Linked DNA regions of Sus scrofa: region 2 is linked to region 1. Evidence: chromatin contacts called from public promoter capture Hi-C data. All regions are on one chromosome and are shown on one strand. The core of a region is the stretch at or near the end of the contact, and the rest is flanking DNA. Distances in the headings are between cores, read along the strand shown.

What was found. Promoter capture Hi-C pulls out the DNA fragments that hold promoters and counts their contacts.
Region 2: a contact with region 1 is called in a promoter capture Hi-C map of liver, with 7 times the contacts expected there. The contact joins the promoter of GCLC here to the promoter of PSMB9 in region 1. A contact is called at or near these places in 2 of 5 promoter capture datasets (fetal liver and liver) and 2 of 47 Hi-C or Micro-C datasets (heart right ventricle and liver).

The regions. Positions count from the first base shown.
Region 1 is chr7:25,069,950-25,074,418 of Sscrofa11.1, forward strand. PSMB9 (proteasome subunit beta 9) reads left to right here and starts at 2,248. Exons shown (of 6, transcript NM_001037961.1): 1 at 2,248-2,493; 2 at 4,312-4,379. The coding sequence starts at 2,434. TAP1 (transporter 1, ATP-binding cassette, sub-family B (MDR/TAP)) reads right to left here and starts at 1,839. Exons shown (of 11, transcript NM_001044581.1): 1 at 1,234-1,839; 2 at 654-768; 3 at 389-519. The coding sequence starts at 1,819.
Region 2 is chr7:27,207,724-27,212,192 of Sscrofa11.1, forward strand. It overlaps GCLC (glutamate--cysteine ligase catalytic subunit), which reads left to right and starts at 1,845. Exons shown (of 16, transcript XM_003482164.4): 1 at 1,845-2,450. The coding sequence starts at 2,301.

The DNA.
Region 1 (4,469 bases), core at 998-3,497:
TTTTTTTTGTTTTATTGTGTTTTTGGTTTTGTCTTTTTTTTTTTTTTTTTTTTTTTTTTTTTTGCCCTTCCCACAGCATGCAGAATTTCCCTGGCCAGATGGAACCTCGCCATAGAAGCAAACTGAGTCACAGCAGCGATCTGAGCCACAGCAGCCACAGAACTACAGCAGTGGCAACACCAGATCCTTAACCCGCTGAGCCACCGGCGAACTCCAACAGTAGGCTTTTCTAAAGGTAAAGAGCATATCTTGCTCTTGAAGTACATCAAGAATAAAAAGGGACACCATTTGTGTGTGTGTGAGAGAAAGATCAAGATTATAAGTAAAAGATGAAGTGTGGGGATACAAATAGAAAACAGACGGATAATGAAAGAGGTTCATAAGACACCTGTTTGATTCTTCTGAAAAAACTCTGTTTCTTGGCGCAGGACAGACCGAAACACCTCTCCCTGCAGGTGGCTGTGCACGCGGCCCATGGTGCTGTTATAGATCCCGTCGCACACGAACTCCAGCACCGAGCTAGAGGGAGACAAAGAAGGAGGGCCGGTCGGTCAGGGACCCCGTAGAAGTGCACTTTGGAGGGCGGCCCCAACTTCCAACTGCGCCCTTTTCAGGGTCCCCCGTCCCCAGCCTTCCAAGCTCAGCAGTCAGACCTGGCTATGATGAGGATGGACATGAGAGTTAGGTTCTGCGTGAAGGCAGCACCTGCCCCATCTCGTAGAATCCAGTCAGTGAGCCGGCCTGTGAAGAACGGAATGGCCATCTCCCCTGGGGAGGGAGAGGAGAGATGGGCGGGTCAGAAAGAGCAAGTCTAAGCAGCCTAAGCAGCTCAGCTCTAACCAGGCTGCACCTCCCGCCCATCCTCCCTTCACCCTTGCCCATTATCCTGCAGAAACAGCGCACACTCTCGGCACTGGAATGGGCCCCCGGGGAACTCGTAATCCTGTGGCCTCACCAGACCTTTAGAGGGTTAATTAAGAAGCCTAGGATGGTAGGAGGAAAGAGCTCGCCCAAGGTGGCCAGTGAAGCAACACCTGAGCAGCACTGGAGTCCAGGACTCCTGACTCCCACCCAGTCCAGGGCTCTTTCCTCTCCACCAAGTGGACCTGAGCGGGGTGGGCTTGCTCTTATCCACATTTCCGAGAACTCACACCTGTCTATCTCACTGACCGTTAGGCTTGATTCCTACCCAGCCCTCTAGCCTCCCTCTCCCTCCCCCCGCATCCCCCTTACCAAGGCTGGAGAGGACCACCAGGGTCAGAAGGAGCCAGAGGTGGCGGATCTCTGAGCCCAGGCAGCCGAGAAGCCGGCTCACTGTCACTCCAGAGCCTCTGTGACTTCCTTGCACCCAAAGGCTGCTAAGCTTATGCCACAGGGCGGCCGCGGGCAATGCCGCCGCATAGCTGAGGGCGAAGGCATCGAGGCGACTCCCCCAGTGCAGTAGCCGCGTGCTGTCAGCCGCTCCCGAGCCCAACTCTCGGAACAAGGCAAGTCCCGGCAGAGCCAAGCCCAGAGCCGCCGCCAGCGGCTCCAAAGCTGCCAGCCATCCCCGAAGTCCTGTGCTTTTCTCCCGGAAGCCAACCGTCGCCCTGAGGACGCTGCGGGCCCCCAACCACAGCACAGCCCAACGGCTCAGGCCCACCACCCAGACCCGGAGCAGCGGCAGCGCTGGGGGCAGCAGCAGGGAGGATATCCGGGGCAGCGCCGGCCGGAGCAGCACCCAGTCGGCGAGAAGCAGCAGCGCTGCCCCCAGCCAAGGGAGGGAAGCTCGGGAGACGCAGAGACACCCGCAGGGAGCGGAGGACCCCGAGCTGGCCATTGGCCGTACGAGGTCGACCCCCGGCCTGGGGCTCTCGCTATCCCTGCTGGGCTGGATTCTCTGGATGCTGTCGGAGTGGGTGCCCGAGCAGGCCCGGACCCGCAGCGGGGAGGGTCCAGGGGCGGGCCGGGGCGGGGATCTCGGAAAGTCCCGGGAACCGACCTGGACCGCCTCAGCGAGCTGGAAGCAAGCGGTTTATGGGAAAGGGAAAACGAAAGCGGCCGCCGGCTCACTAGACCCGCCCACTTCCCCAAGGCGGCCAGCCCGGACTATTTTGGAGGAGGGCGTTGGCATCAGATCTGAGGTTTGGGGGAGGAGCCCTGGCGCTCCACCTTCACTATCACCAACGCCAGACCCTCCTTCTTTCCTTGCCTCCTCTTGCGGGATCCAATGGTCTGGACTTTTTCACCCCAGCCCTTTGGTAGGGATCTTACGTCATCTGTCTCCGGGCAGACCTGCACCACACAGGTTGGCGCAGGGGTGCGAAGCCGCAAGGAGCGGACCCGGGCGCCCCCTGGCGGGCGTGGTGAAGGGGCGGGGCTGTAAGGCAGCTCACCCCGTGCTGTCCCAGGTCGGAAACCAGTGCCCAAGGCAGCGAGGAGCGTGGCACCGGGATGCTGCGGGCTGGAGGACCTACTGGGGACTTACCCCGGGCCGGAGAAGTCCACACTGGGGTAATGAGTCTGGGCTTGAGGGCCAGCAGAGGGGTGGAGCGACAAGGGGACCCTGGAAGCGCCAAGGAGTAAATTTGAAGACTAACAAGCGTGAGGAGATAGCTTGTAGCAGCCAGCTGCTTGCACCCTGAAATGAATACAGGCGTCTCTGTTCTGGAGGGGGTCGTCTAGGGGTCCGCGAAGGGACTGGGCACGCGAGGCTGGTAGAAAGGGGATGCATTGGCCCTTAGGTGGAAGCGTTAAGGGGAAGCTGTTCCAAAGCGCTTTCGCTTTCACTCTGGACTGGAGGGGGGGGATGGTTAAATCAAGGGAGGGGGTTGGAGAGGATGCACAGAGATGAGGAAATTGTGCCCTGGGTGAAGTAGGACAGCGCTTGAGAGATGGGAGTATGGGTACTAATGGAGAAGGGACACAACCGTTTGATAAGCCAGCCCTTGGGTAACTCATAGTCTGATCATGGGGGTTCTATGTGAGCTGGTAGTGCCCTTCTCCAGCTGGGCCCAGGAAGGCTCCTGCTTGGCCCAGGCGCTGCCATGCTCCCTTTCCAAGGTCTTGCACACACCTGCCGGGGGACTTTTGCCCAGGTTGGGCCCCCGGGGGGCAGATGGCAGCCCAAGACTGGCTGGCTTCTGCTCTCAAACTACTGCCACCACTCAGCGTCAGAGCAGCTTTGTTGTAAAGCAACACCCTCTAGGATGGGGTTGCCCCTGTTCCCTGGTGGGCTATTCATGACCAATCAGTAGGTCAAAATGAACACTCAGGCTAATATCCCTGGGGGCCAAGGTAACTTATGGAGTGGTGAGAAGGAGAGCCATAAAACCATTTATAAATCAGATAATCTCCCCTCACAGCCAGATGAGCAGTGGAGAGTAAGAAGTCAGAACAAAGCATGAGAACTAGACCTGGGTTTTAGTTGTGTGCTTTGGACGAGTCACTCACCTTCTCAGTGACTCAGTTTCTTCTAAAGGTTCTTTCCAACTCAACGGGAGTTAAAATTGTACCTTTATTCTCCTTCATTCTTTCTTCTTCTCCTTAATTTCCTTTCTTGACCTGGAAAAGTCAGCTCAAACTCCCCAATCAAATGCTCCCTTGGTACAAATCCCTTCCCCTGTCTACTGAGATATCTATTTGCGTCTTGATCAGAAATCCTTGAATGAAACCTTTGTCTCATGTGCTTCTTGCTCTTTCCTCCTTCCTTTTCACTGGCCATGCTAACCACTGACCTCTGAGGTGTTTTCCATTGTTCAATAAACTGAAAGCTCACTTCTGATGAAAGGTGTGGGATGGATGATTCCGGGCCAAAAAAAAAAAAAACTAGAGCTTGTTACCTTGTTTCCCAAGATGATCACGGTAACTTGCTGGGGGGGGGGGGGGTCGGTAGCACAGCTGTACACACAGCAAGCAGATGTGGAGGTAATTCACTTGCACAGCTGCCTCTGGGTGCTTGGAAGTGCCCTCCCCCACCCTTTAATCAAAAGGAGTCCTTCTGCCTCTAGGCACCTCACCCTGTCTCTCTCTTTACGATGCAAAGAACTCCACTTAGGAAGGTTGGGGCTCAGGGATGCCCTTCCTTCTGTGTGATACCATGGCCAGGCTCTGACCTTCCCTTGCAGCCAGGAGAGACAAGAGAGAAAATGGAAAGATGGAGGGAAAAAAAAATCCAATACTGGAAGTCCCCTCTGGCCTCAATGACCGTGTGACCTTGAGCCAGACATCTCCCCTCTCTTGAGGCTGTTTCCTCAAGAAGGAAGGGATCCCTCCACATGAAGGGATCAAGGCTCTTCCTGCTCTGATAGTCCCTCCTCTGTGTCTCTGCAGACAACCATCATGGCGGTGGAGTTTGATGGGGGCGTCGTGGTGGGATCTGATTCCCGGGTGTCTGCAGGGTAAGTACAAGTGATGGTGTATACTTTTGGAAGGAAGCTAATGGTCCCAAACACACGTTTTTCTTAACCATTCATGAAGAGACTGATGAA
Region 2 (4,469 bases), core at 595-3,094, 2.1 Mb after region 1:
TATTAACTCTTTGAATCTGGTGTTTGTATTACACTCAGCACATCTCCAGTCCACTAAATTTTCTTTGGAAACACTTGACCTGTAATTCAATTTCATGAAACTAACTGATGAAGAAGTGGATTCACATTCTCAACCTGTTCCAAATTTACTTAGAAGTTTTCCAGAAACCAAATGGAATATCGATTTTATATTTTTGTAGATTAAAACTAAAATTTAGTTTCTCAAATTAGCCACATTTCAAATGCTCAGCCACCTGTGGCTGATGGCTATTGTGTTAAACAATGCAAGGTATGCATATGTGAGATGAGATTGTGAGAACTACAAAATGATCCTTTGGACACTTTACCTGGATGTGACCAACAATGTCGTCCCTCTCCACCCCCACATGGCCTGCCTTCCATAGGAAGCTAATGTTTATACCAAGCAGTTTTAAAGGTACAAAAGGCATAAATCCTCTCTATTCCAGAGGGAACTAGTATATAGTATAGAGATTTTTTTTTTAATGATTCTATCATAATGTAGAAATAGAGACATGTACAGATATAACCAAAGTACAGAGAGGAGTAACTGGGACTCAAAGAATGAAAAGAACGTGTCACAGGGAGAATTCCAAGCAGAAAAAACGGGAGAAATCCAGGACCACACAGGTCTAGTGAGGTGGTGGGCAGAATACAAGGAAGATCCCGCTGTGGACAAGTTAGAATGAGGTTTAGTTTTCATCCTGGCTGTTGAAAAGGGGGATTGAAACATCTCCTGAGCCTCAAACACCATTACATCCCCACCCACACTCCAGACACACCCCCACACACACTCCAGACACCCCCCAACACTCCAAACATACATACACAGCCACCCCACACTCCAGACACACACACACACACACACACACACACACACACAGACAAACACACACCTGTGACCATTACAGACAGATCCTGCATATCCATATCCCCAAGCTCCTAGATGGGCACATCCAATAAGGATGTGGGAGAATAAACTTCGATCATATATCCACAGAGCAGTCAAGAAGTACTTGCTAAATGTTAACTTCGTGGCATGAGGGAAGTGGGCACAATAAATACATGCTTTCAGGCCTCAGTACCTGTATGATCCAGTTGCTGTCAATTTCCCCCCAGCTGTCATTTCATGGCTCTGTCACACATTTTTTTGAACAATTAAAATTACCTGGGGGAGATATACCTGGTTCCTTCCCTTTCCCGCCAGCCTAGGGCCAACCCCAGTTCTTTCTAGTATCTTCTAACCCCTGTGGTAAGCTCACATGAACACCATTTTAATCACTTAATGGATAAATCTTAGGTTTGGATGGGGAATACACTTTGGAGATGATTCATCTAACGATCCTTCCGGAGATGTTGACAACTCCCCTTTTGTTGCAATTAATAGTGTCTGTATCATCTGCTACCAAATAGTGAGACTGCACAAGTACTTTAATACATACATGTCTGAAAACGTGTAGACAAATTTTCTTGCCACACCCTGCTGCTCTCGCCCCGCTTTTATGAGACCCTCCTCACCTACAAAAATATCTAGTGGATTCTTCATTAATTCGAATAATCAAATTTCTTCACGAACCCAGAGTTTATCTTTTTGGATTAGAGAAAACGGATTTTCACACAGCGCGTTTGCTTAAAACGAGGCTGACCCGGCTCCTCGCCGCCGAGCCCCTCCCCTTGGACTCCGCCCTAACCACGCCTATGCACTCCTCCCCCGCCTCCTCCCTAGGCCCCTGGGGGCGATCGGCCACGCCTCCTCTCTTGCACCGCCTCCTTTCCCCGCCCCCGCCCGCAGTCTATAAAATCCGGAGCTGCGGATCGCTCACGGGAGCGGCGAGCTAGTGGGTAGGCGGACTGGGCATGCTCCGCGGCGGCGCAGGTTTTGGTCATAAGTAGGAAGAAGCTAGAGCACGACACCGGCAAAGAGAAGCGGGAGCTGCCGGCGCACCGCGGCTGTGGGGGCCGCCGCCGCCGCCTCGGAGCAGGAGCGGGGCGGGACTCGAGCGGGCGAGGGTCCAGGCCGTCGGGCAGAGGGCCACCCAGCCTCCCCTCCCGTCCGCTTCTGTCCGCGCGGTGCGCCGGACGTCTGGGTCGGTCGCCCGAGCGGCGAGGACCCCGTGCCCAGGAGCGGACCGGACCCTCATTCTGCCGACTGCGGCCCGAGGGCGCCCCCGCGGGGCCAAGCCGCCCTCGCCTTCTGCGGGCAGCTGAGTGTCCGGCCCGGGCTGCGCGCCCGGAGCCCGGAGCGGCCGCCACTAGCCCGGGGGACCAGGATAGGGGGCGGCCATGGGGCTGCTGTCCCAGGGCTCGCCCCTGAGCTGGGAGGAGACCCAGCGCCACGCCGACCACGTGCGACGGCACGGGATCCTCCAGTTCCTGCACATCTACCACGCCGTCAAGGACCGGCACAAGGACGTGCTCAAGTGGGGCGACGAGGTGAGCACCCCCGCCACCCCGCGCCCCTTTGTTCCGCGAGACGCGGCCCCGGCCCCGGGCAGCTCGCGCCCTGCGCTGCCCCGAGGGTCCCCGCCGCTCCCGCGAGGGTCCAGCACCGCCCAGGGCTGTCCAGGCCCCTGCTCCGAGTCTCTGGCCAGACTTCTCTTTTCCATTCATTCATTCGGGGTTCCTCTCCATTCAGCAAATGCGGATAGGCGCTGGGAGGGTATAAGCGTGGAAAAGTGTGATACTGGGTGCCTGGAGGAGTTTTCAGGCTGGGGTGTTAGGCGACCGCCTAGCGACCCACCGTTCTGTCTCAAAATGCCGTTAACATGAAGAAGGCCGGTTGCTGTTGAGAATCAGGTTTCAGGATTCACTTGCGCCCCACCTCCTCCAGGTACCTGTTAAACCTCCAGCTTATCAGCCACCTTGCACCACCACCACTTTATAGGTAAAAGTTGAAACAAATTATGGCTCAGCTTTCCTAAAGGAGAGGAATCTTCCTGGTCCTTTTTAATTCTAAATGCAGACTGCTAGAGCTTCAAAATTCGGCTTTGTTAGCGCCTTTTCATGGCCTAGATTTAGCATAGAAACTTTCTGAATCCGTGCTTCCACATGTGTGCTGTTTCAGTGTAACGTCCGTAGATTCTCACTGTGTTGAACCATTGTCATTGGAATGATCTGGAAAGCATTGCCTCCTGTTAGATTTAGTCTTTTCTCGCGAAAAGACGTTTATGCCTTCCCCTCCTGTCTTTAAAAGTCACGTGTATTATAGTTCACATAATCAAATGACTTCTCGAAAAGTCCATCTGTATTTTTCATGTTTTTACCTTTTGCTGCCCAGAGCTTGCTCAGGTGTAAATAATTTATCTTCTGGTCAGTGTAATCACTATTGACCTAAGTGTCATGGTGCTGCTGTGTCCGTCCGGAATCTCTCCCTGCAAAAAGTTAGTTTTTCTGTGAGTGGAAAATGATTCTGCCTCTTAAGTTGAAGGAATTGTGCTGTTTTAAGCTAGAAAAGTAAGGCTGGTAATTCATGTTTATGCACCAAGTGATTTTCTGTACTTTATTGGACAGAAAAGGGCTAGGGTATGTGTTTGGTGATAATTCTTTGCTTTTAGTCTAAAGCTAATTAATTTTTTTTACAGCATCTGCCATCATATATATTCATTTGTGTATCAGGTGTATTTTATTATCTATCCTCTGTACTATCTAGATTATTTTAGATTTAAACATGCTGCTCATTTGTTGGTATATTTTATTTTTTAGGGCCGCAGGTGTGGCATATGGAAGTTCCCAGGCTAGGGGTCGAATCAGAGCTGCCGGTCTACACCACAGCAATGCCACATCTGAGCAGCGTCTTTGACCTCCACCATACATAGCTCAAGGCAACACTGCATCCTTAACCCACTGAGCGAGGCCAGGGATCAAACCCTCATCCTCATTAATACTTTTGGGTTTGTTTCCTAGGAGCTACAATGGGAACTCCTGTTAAATTCTGCTTCAGTCATGTCTGGGTAGAGTGCAGGATTTTCAAAAAGAATAAAATTCCTGTTTGCATGTATTGACAGTCCACTGGGAAATAGGCAGCCTGACACAAAGGGAAGAATTGAGATTGTGAGGACTGCCCAGGTGGTTAAGAAAAACAATCCCCCACTCTTTCTACTCCTGTAATAGCACTTCAGTGAAACCTTGGTCTCCCCCAGGTTGGTTCTCTCTCCTCTCCTTGACCAGCGGCTTGCAGAGGCTTAACTCTCCCTTGTGGTACCTCTGCATCTCTGGGCAGAGAGAAGGTATGTATGACTTTGGGGAGGGGTTTGTCTTATACCTGAGTATTTGCTGATGCTTCTGTTCCTCTACTGTCATGTACAGGGACTCATTCTTATGTTATAGAGCATTATTTTTCAAACTGGAGGTCACGATCCGTTAGTGGGTTGAGAAATAAATTTAGAAGATGTTAGAAATCTGAAGTCCTTGTTTCTTTACAGCATCTGACATCTTATTTAATGCAGCTGACAC